2 separate regions of the Sus scrofa genome follow, and region 2 is linked to region 1. A link is a contact called in public HiChIP or PLAC-seq data. All regions are on one chromosome and are shown on one strand. The core of a region is the stretch at or near the end of the contact, and the rest is flanking DNA. Distances in the headings are between cores, read along the strand shown.

What was found. HiChIP or PLAC-seq counts read pairs in DNA pulled down with a chosen protein or histone mark.
Region 2: an H3K27ac HiChIP or PLAC-seq map of skeletal muscle shows a contact between it and region 1. The contact joins two enhancer-like sites. A contact is called at or near these places in 1 of 5 promoter capture datasets (liver), 19 of 47 Hi-C or Micro-C datasets (adipose tissue, alveolar macrophages, brain and 11 more) and 1 of 2 datasets of contacts at active chromatin or transcription factors (skeletal muscle).

The regions. Positions count from the first base shown.
Region 1 is chr2:9,230,432-9,235,523 of Sscrofa11.1, reverse strand. No RefSeq gene overlaps it. Among named protein-coding and RNA genes, the nearest start is that of AHNAK, 46 kb to the right of the region's middle. Within about 2 kb of position 3,678, at least 32 of the 83 cell types and tissues checked have an H3K27ac peak or open chromatin away from gene starts, as enhancers often do. A contact at or near this core is called in adipose tissue, retroperitoneal adipose tissue, skeletal muscle and 1 more, where this site is marked.
Region 2 is chr2:9,284,197-9,288,769 of Sscrofa11.1, reverse strand. LOC102164954 (a long non-coding RNA gene) reads right to left here. Exons shown (of 2, transcript XR_002341467.1): 2 at 1,312-1,632. Among named protein-coding and RNA genes, the nearest start is that of SCGB1A1, 16 kb to the left of the region's middle. Within about 2 kb of position 1,944, at least 11 of the 83 cell types and tissues checked have an H3K27ac peak or open chromatin away from gene starts, as enhancers often do. A contact at or near this core is called in adipose tissue, retroperitoneal adipose tissue, skeletal muscle and 1 more, where this site is marked.

The DNA.
Region 1 (5,092 bases), core at 2,429-4,928:
ATTTCTTTTTTTTTTAATTTTTAATGATTTTTATTTTTTCCATTATAGTTGGTTAACAGTGTTCTGTTAATTTCTACTGTACAGCAAAGTGACCCAGTCACACATATATAAACATTCTCCCCCCCCCCTTTTTTTTTTTTTTTTGCTTTTTAGGGCCACACTCTCGGCATACAGAGGTTCTCACGCTAGGGGTCGAATTGGAGCTACAGCTGCTGGCCTGCACCACAGCCACAGCAACTCGGGATCCCAGCGGCATCTGCAACCTACACCACAGCTCACAGCAATGCTGGATCCTTAACCCACTGAGTGAGGCCAGGGATGGAACCTGCATCCTCATGGATACCAGTCAGATTCGTTTCTGCTGCGCCACAGTGGGAACTCCTTCTTTTTCTCACATTATCCTCCATCGTGTTCCATCATAAGTGACTAGATGTAGTTCCCTGTGCTATACAGCAGGGTTGCCCAGCCATTTCCTTCCTGGTATCCAAGTGAAATCCTTGAATGTGTGTGTGCTCAGAGTGGCATGTGCCAGGATGTTCATAGACCCGGGAAATGACATGCAATGTAAAATACTTCATCTAAGCTATGCAACATTTCACAACAGAGAGAGAATGAAGCAGATCTCATTTTACCCACACAGACCATCTCCAAAACGTAATGTTAAGGGGGAAAAAAGCAAATTGCAAAACAGCACAGTATGGTCGTATGTATGGTTTCTTTTAACCCACCAAACTATAGAAGTCTGGGCTACTATACAGATATATCCAAGTTGATGCCAAGATAATGGCAGGAGCTAAGGAGGAGCATGCAAGCGGGCTTGGGACAAGGAGAACGTCCCTTGTTTAAATTTGTTTATATAAGTGAACTGCTGGAGTTCCCTGGTGGCGCAACAGGTTAAGGATCCTGAATTGTCACTGCAGTGGCTTGGGTCACTGCTGTGGCGAGGATTTGATCCCTGCCCCAGAAACTTCTGCCTGCTGTGGGCATGCCGCCCCCCCAAATGCTATATGAAAGTAATTAAAAATTAAATCTTTGGAAATGTGATCTCTAAAAATGTCTTCCCAATCGAGTGTTCATCTGAGTTGGAAGCATTTTACCAGCTGTGATGACTTCAACAAGAGGAGGTCCATGCAGTAAATATTTATTGAGCACCTATTATGGACCAGACACTGTTCTAGACTCTGAGGAATATTACAAATCTGTGCCTTCATCCCACCTTTGGGCAAATATCTGGACAAAACTATAATTCGAAAAGATATATACACCTCAATGTTCATAGAAGCACTATTCACAGCAGCCAAGACATGGAAGCAACCTAAATGTCCATTGACAGGTGAATGGATAAAGAAGATGCATACACACACACACACATACACACACACACTGGAATACTACTCGGGCATAAAAAAGAATGAAATAATGCCAATTGCAGCAACATGGATGGTCCTAGAGCTTATCATACTAAGTGAGATAAGCCAAACAAAAACAAATTATTTTGATATCACTTCTATGTGTAATCTAAAAAAAAATCTATAAAAGAACTTATTTACACAATAGAAGCAGACCCACAGACATAGAACACAACCTTATTGTTATCAAAGGGAAAAGTGTGTGGGGGGGATAAATAAGAAGTTGGGGATTAACACACACACAACTATACACAAAATAGGTAACCAACAAAGATCTACTGCATAGCACAAGGATGCTCAATCTACACTCAATGCTTTGAAATAACCTATCAGGGAAAAGAACCTAAAAAAAAAAAAAAGATGATGGATAGACAGATAGATAACTGAATCACTCTGCTGTACCCCTGAAACTAACACTATGTAAATCAACTATACTTCAATAAAATTAATTAAATAAATTAAAGGATTTTCAAAATCGGGCTTCATGGAGTTTATATTCCAAGGCAGTTTATGGTATCATCTCATTTTGCTGGGGAGGGCCTCTGGGAGAGAGGCAGGAGTTGATAAAATATGCCCAGAGGGGAGTTCCCACTGTGGCTCAGCGGTAATGAAACTGACCAGTATCCATGAGGATGCAGGTTTGATCCCTGGCCTCCCTGGCCTTCCTCAGTGGGTTAAGGATCCAGCGTTGCTGTGAGCTGTGGTGTAGGTCGCAGACGTGGCTCGGATCCTATGTTGCTGTGGCTGTGGCATAGGCTGGCACCTGTAGCTCCAACTCATCCCTAGCCGGGGAACTTCCATATGCTACAGGGACAGCCCTAAAAAGCAAAAAAAAAAAAAAAAAAAAAAAGTGCCAGAGGCAGGAGCATGACATAGATGGGTGCTGGCAATCTCCTCTAGGCCAGGGGAAGAGGAAGAGGTAGGAATGGGTTGAGGCTTTAGTGCAGGCCCATAACATCAGGCTGGCCCCTCACTACCCTCTCCGTGCCCGCTCCATCCAGCTACACAAGTTGGGGTGTCTGTAGTTGGGCAGCGCCCATGCCACTCCCCAGGCTTCATGGATGTGGCTTGAGAACAAAGTGCGGAAGGAGGAAATGGTACAGCCAAGCGCCAGGCTCTGGTCCGGCTCCTCGGAGCAACCAACGAGAGTTCCCTTCCTGCATGGAGCCACAAAGAATGACAATGGCCGAGAGCCAAGGGGTAGGAGGACACAGGGACAGACAGAGAGAGGAAAGTGAGTGGGAGGAAGTGAGATTAGAGAGAAAAGGAGCTGGTGGAAGAGCCAGCAATGTTCCCCAGCATTCCCCCGTCCCTCCTTTCACCTCTCTGTCCCCAACACCAGGCCACCTGGCCTCCACTTTGCTTCCTGTCTAAGCTGAAAAGGCTAGGGAATAAGGGAGCTTCCCGCTGTGGGAACAAATGGGACTAGTATCCATGAGGATGCGGGTTCCATCCCTGGCCTTGCCCTGGGGCATTGCTGTGAGGGCAGTGTAGGTTGCAAATGAGGCTCAAATCCTGCCCGGCCGCAACTGTGAGGTAGGCCGGCAGCTGCAACTCCAACTTGACCCCTAGCCTGGGAACTTCCACATGCTGCAGGTACGGCCCTAAAAAGAAAAAGAAAAAAGGAAAAAAAAAAAAAAAAAAAAGAACAGAGTATAGGGTAGGCGATGTGACTCGAGAGGCCCAACATGAAAAAGCAGAACTGAGGTTAAATGATGACCACAGTAATTATTTTGCAATATATGCACAGATCAAACGATGATTTGGTACACCTAAAACTAATACAACGTTCTATGTCGATACAACTGGGAGAAGAAAAAGTGCAATTGAATTTATGGTTTACTCAAGAAATTCAATACATGGTTTAAGGGGAGAGAGTTAAGGAAATCCTAGATCCCAGACCAACCTGCATTTACAGAAGGATGGCAGGAAGGCGGCCCCATGGTACACACAAAGGAATGACTCAATAATCGTGAGATCACAGATAGTCTTGACAGGCCAGTGAGGGAGAGATTTCAGGCCTTCAATTATCTCTCTTAAGCTCTGGACTGCCCCACCGGCACCCGGCCCAGCCAGCTTCTCTGCGATGCCAGTTCACACGGCTGCTGACAGGCAGAGGTAATCTGATTGGCCTGGAAAGTCATGTTTGCTAAGGAAGACGGGCTCTGTTGAAGATCAAGGTCAAGTTTGAACCTGTTCTTCTCAAACCTACGTGCTGTCCCTCAGAGAGCCTGACAGCGAGACACACAGGGTGGTGTGAGCAGCTCTGCAGAGCTCCGATGATTTATAAGATCCAAGCGGGTTTGCAACTGCCAAGCCCAGCTGCCCAGAGTGGATATCAAGCTAAAGAGCCACTTCCACTTCATTTCTTTTCCACTTTGACTCAGAGAATCCACCGGGAGATTCCTGACCCACCAGGTCCCATCGTAAATCCTCCTTTCATCTCACCCTCAGCTGGAAAGTCCTTCCCAGCTCAGGAGCCTGTTTCCCGTGGACAAGAAACCAGCCCAGGGCCCCTGGGTCAGCTGCCTTTGCTGGCAATGCTGTTCTCTCTTGGCAGTTGTAGGTGGACATTGCTCAAATACATGGCATCACTGTGTTTTTTTTTTTGGGCTTCGTCCGCGGTATGCGGAAGTTCCCGAGTCACAGCAGTGACCCTGGTGGATCCTTAACCCCTAGGCCACCAGGGAACTCCAATCACTTTAAAACACATAATTCCATACCCACTTCCCCAGGAGATTTCTGATCGCAATGCCTCCAAATCTGATTTTTTTTTTCTTTTCAGGGCCCCACTTGCGGTATATGGAGGTTCCCAGGCTAAGGGTCAGATTGGAGCTACAGCTGCCAGCCTATACCACAGCCACAGCAACGCCAGATTTGAGCTGCATCTGTGACCTACACTGCAGCTGGAGGCAACGCCAGATCCTTAACCTGCTGAGCGAGGCCGTGGATCAAATTGAGGACTCGAACCTTCATCCTCATGGATACTAGTTGGGTTCTTACCCCACTGAGCCACAATGAGAACTCCTGCTTGCTTGCTTGCTTTTCTTTTTCTTTTTTTTCTTTTTCTTTTTCTTTTTTTCCCGGATCTAGAAAGTCTTTGCCCAAAGCTGAGAAAGAGAAACACATTTGCCAAACCCCAGTCTCACCCAGTCCTCAAAGAAAGATGGAAAACACCCCGCAAGGCGTGAATGTGAGTGTCACGTGCTCAGTCCCCACACATTTTCCTCTGCTCACGTGTCCCTATTTCACAGCCAAGTGCTTCCCAGCAAAATACACAAAGGCTTTGTCTCATTCTGCAACACTCTGCACTGGCAAAGGGGCCACTGTCACTGTGTCTGTCCAGCTCAAAAAGGAGAACAGCCAGGGAGCAAGGGCTGGCAAGCTGCCACAGAGAGCAGGTCAGCCCCACCTTGCTTCAAAGAGAAAACACAAGTGTGCACATCCTGGCCGGGGTTTCTGGTCATAAATCTCACTAGAAAGGAAGGGAGGGAGGAGGACAGATAAAGGTCCTTTCTTTGTACTTTTTTTTTTTTAATGGCTACACCCACAGCATATGGGAGTTCCCAAGCTAAGGAATGAATCCGGGCATAAGCTGCCGAAGCAGCATAAGACCCTTTACCCCGCTGCACCAGCTGGGAATCGAACCCGAGCCTCCACAGCAACTCAAGCTGCTGCAGTCA
Region 2 (4,573 bases), core at 695-3,194, 55 kb before region 1:
AGGGAAATAACCCTGCTTCCCAAAAAATCTGCCACCACTCCCTGGCCAGCCCACCAGAGGAAGGCAAGCACTTCGAGGCAGGGAGTTCTCCTCAAGCCAACACATTCAAAAAGTTAGAAACTCATTGTCTCCCATTATTCCCTTCTTTCTTCTCATAAAGATGAGATCAGCTTCTGAAACTGGATTCTTTGAAACCACAAATTCATCAGAAAAGTCTTCCTTTCACGATCCATAAATTTCCAGACCTGATTATTTTGCAATTATATCAATATTGATAAATGTTAAATATTCACCTGATAACCTAAAAAGTATCTTTGGATATCTAACACCATAGACAAGAATTTCAGACTGTACTCCAGTGACCAGAAACTTTGAAAAATCCTTTGCCTAAAGAAATGTATTAGGAGGAGTTCCCGGCATGGCGCAGTGGTTAACGAATCCGACTAGGAACCACGAGGTTTCAGGTTCGATCCCTGGCCTTGCTCAGTGGGTTAAGGATCCGGCGTTGCCGTGAGCTGGGGTGTAGGTTGCGGACTCGACTCGGGATCCCGCATTGTTGTGGCTCTGGTGCGGGCCGGTGACTACAGCTCTGATTCAACCCCTAGCCTGGGAACCTCCATATGCCGCGGGAGCGGCCCTAGAAAAAGCAAAAATACAAAAAAAAAAAAAAAAAAAAAAAAGAAAAGAAAGAAAGAAAGAAAAATGTATTAGGGAGTTCCCGTCATAGCTTAGTGGAAATGAACCCAACTATTATCCAGGAGGATGCAGGTTCAATCCCTGGCCTCGATCCTTGGGTTAAGGATCTGGCATTGTGGTGAGCTGTGGTGGAGGGCACTGAGAGGGCTTGGATCCCGTGTTGCTGTGGCTGTGGTATAGGCCCTAAAAAGATAAGAAAAGAAAAATATCGGAGTTCTCTCTTGGGTTAAGGATCCAGCATTGTCACTGCAGCGGCTCATGTTGCTGCTGTGGCACAGGTTCAACCCCTGACCCAGGAACTTCCATATGCCACAAGTGTGGTCAAAAAAAAAAAAAAATGTATTAACTGGCGTGTTGAAATAGTCGTTTTATTTTTGTAGACTAATGAAGAAGGAGAAAGGAAGGAGGGAGGGAGGGAAGAAAGAGGGAGCGAGAAAGGAAAAGCAGAAGAGAATGAGCTGACATTCTGCAGGCTCCCCATTGTCTGGGCGCAGGGGTCAGTTACCAGCCCTGAAAATCTGTGTCCGAAAGTCGCCTGCCCATAGCCAGCTCTCCCAGGGATTTTAACAACGCCAGGGAGGGGAGTATGAAAACCACCAAGGCTGACCCGTAACGGATGCTCGATAGATGTTTATTGAATGACTAAGTGAAGGACCACCGCCTGAGCCCCATCCTCGCCAAAGCCCACCCAGCTTCCAAGCCCCATCCCCTTAGAAGTGAAGAAACGCAGCAAAAAGGCCCTGTGCAGCAGCTCTGCATCCAGAACTGGCTGGGGCTCTAAAAACCACCTCATGGAAGGTATTCCTTTAACTGCAGGTGTTTGTTTCCCTTGGCACGGCAGGCTGTAATTTCCCATTTTTAGAACAATGCTCCAAAGAACGGTCACAAAAACAACCTTCGGAGGGGGCGGATTTCTTCCTGGCCTCGGCTACAGCCCTGTAAAACAACAATAACAAGTGGATTTTATTCAAAACACTTTTTGCATCGCTCCATAAAATCGGGAAGCCTGGCGTCGACTTTGCACAGGTTGGGGGGGTGGAGTGCACCCATCAGCTGGAAGAGCAACGCAACCAAATCCCCGCCTTTGGGAGGGGTCCATCTGGAAACGAGGCCCCCATGGGATCTGTTTGGGTCTTGACACGCCTCCCTCTGTGGGTTCCTATGTGGCAGGGGTGGAAAGGAAGCTTGCAGAAAAGCCAGGGTCTGCCCTTTGGGTGCCCCGTGCGAGTCTGAGGCCAGAAGGGACAGTGTGTTCTTGAGAACGTGCCAGTGACAGGCTGCAGGAGGTGACGAACTGGAGCGGGATGAGAGGCACGCCCTCTAGTCTCAGCCATCAAGGAATCTCTCCTCCTCATCTCCAAACTGACCTTCTCCCCGCTTCTAAACTCAGAAGATTGGCTCCTGAGTCCTTCACCCACCTTTCAGCTCCCTGCATCTTCCTTCCGTCCCCCCACCACCTCCCCGCCCCAAGGTGCCACCCAAGGCATCTCCGCCTGGACCCGCACCTTCCTCTCCTCACTGGCTTCCTGGCCGAGTCGCTTTCACCTCCCACGTGGGTCCGCCACCCCACTTCCTCTTAGGCCTCCCCCGTTCCATAATGTTTCCGTTCCTACAGAAAATGTCCAGCTTTCAGGGCGGGACCTCATCTTCCGTTCCAGCCTGAGCTCCCACTTGTCTCCACAAAAAGCTTAGGCACCCACCAGAATGGCAGGCTCACCTTTCCCAACCCCCATCTTTGCTCGCAGGGTACCACTCCCCTCCCCCAATTTAGGATGACCTTCGTGGTCTCTGCTCTGGGACCACGTCCTACCCATGTTTTGAAGGTTCATACAAATAATACCTTCTCACCAACCGATCCAGTGGAAAATAACCCCCCACCCCCTCTGACACTCAAGCCCTGAAATTTTGCCCCCTTCCTTCTGCATCTCCACTTTGTGAAGAAATCATTAGCATTACTTTTTTTTTTTTTTTTTTTTTTTTTGTCTTTTTGCTATTTCTTGGGCATATGGAGATTCCCAGGCTAGGGGTCTAATCGGAGCCGTAGCCACCAGCCTACGCCAGAGCCACAACAACGCAGGATCCGAGCCGCGACTGCAACCTACACCACAGCTCACGGCGACGCCGGATCGTTAACTCACTGAGCAAGGCCAGGGATCGAACCTGCAACCTCATGGTTCCTAGTCGGATTCGTTAACCACTGCGCCACAACGGGAACTCCCGTACTTTTTTTTTTTTTTTTTTTTTTTTAAGGGTCGCACCCTCGGCCTATGGAGGTTCCCACGCCAGGGGTCGAATTGGAGCTGCAGCTGCTGACCTAAAGCACAGCCACAGCAAGTCTCGATCCGAGCTGCATCTGTGACCTACACCACAGCTCCTGGCAACACCAGATCCTTAACCCACCGAGCAGGGCCAGAGATGGAACCTGCATCCTCATGGATACCGTTCATTTCCATTGAGCCACAGGGGAACTCCTCCACTTTTTTTTTTCAAACCTGTGTTGAATGACCTAGAGAAGCAAGATGCTAAGCCTCTTTAAGAGGCTTAGAAAGAATGGAGCATCAAGAAAAGGTGACATTTCTCTACCACCCTGGCTTGGAGGCTGACACTGAGCTGAGCATGTCCTACGTTCGACCTCACCCATCCTCACAATGAGAGTGCAAGGTAAGGATCACGGGCCCCTTTGTACAAACCAGGAAACAAGGGCTTTGAGAAACTGACTTCCCGAGAGCCTCGCAGTTTCAGAGGAACAGAGCTGGCGTTGAGCTTTGGCTCACGACAGTGACAGCTGTAGCCAGTCCTCACGGCTTCATTCTCAGAGAATTTACAGCACAGAACAGTTAGGATGAACAGGGTGGGTAGGAAACCACGAGTTCCTTTGGTCGGAACAAATTTTTGGAAAGGATGCATAAGGGGGTGGGTTCCCCATTCTACATGTTCTCTCTCTCTCTCTCTCTCTTTTTTTTTTTTTTTTTTTTTTTTTTTTTAATAGACAGTAGAGGGAGTTCCTGTTGTAGCTCAGTGGTTAACAAATCAGACTAGGAACCATGAGGTTTCAGGTTCGATCCCTGGCCTTGCTCAGTGGGTTAAGGATCCGGCGTTGCCGTGCACTCTGGTGTAGGCTGGCGGCTACAGCTCTGATTCGACCCCTAGCCTGGGAACCTCCACAGGCCGCGGGTGTGGCCCTAGAAAAGAGAAAAAAATAAATTAAATAAATAAAGACGGTAGAGGGATCTGAGTTCCTGGACTCTCGGGATATATGATGAAGTTCTCTGATCTCTAAGGCTTCTGTGCTTGGGGAGAGTAGCAGGCAAAACAGGAAGCTCTGAGGCTGCGGCAAGAACCATTCTGAGATCCTAAGCCTTGTGGCAAGAGCTTGGACTGTGGACTTCCAGTCCTGGCCCCTGCGCCTCCCGGCCTTGAGTCTCAGACAAGCTACTGAACCTCTTGCTAAGCCTCAGTTTCCTCATCTATAAAATGGGAATAATACCTGGCTGACGGGGGAGTTTGGGTAGATGAAGTGAAATAATTTACATAAAGCACCTGGCACACATAAGGTGTTCAATACATTATTATTTTTGGTACTACTTCCCTTGGACATAGGAACCTGCATTTCTTTGCTTTGTTTCTATTTTGAAAATTTGGTATTTATTTTTTTTAATGTTTATTGCAATCTAGTTGATGTACAATTCGAAGTTTCAGATAGACAGCAAAGTGTTTCAGTTTATATGTATATAAAATGAATATATATATTCATTTTGTGTTTTATATATATTCTTTTTCAGATTGTTTGTGTGTTTGTTTACGGCCACCCCTATGGCATGTGAAAGTTCTCAGGTTCGGGGTCGAATCGGAGCTGCAGCTGCTGGCCTGCGTCACA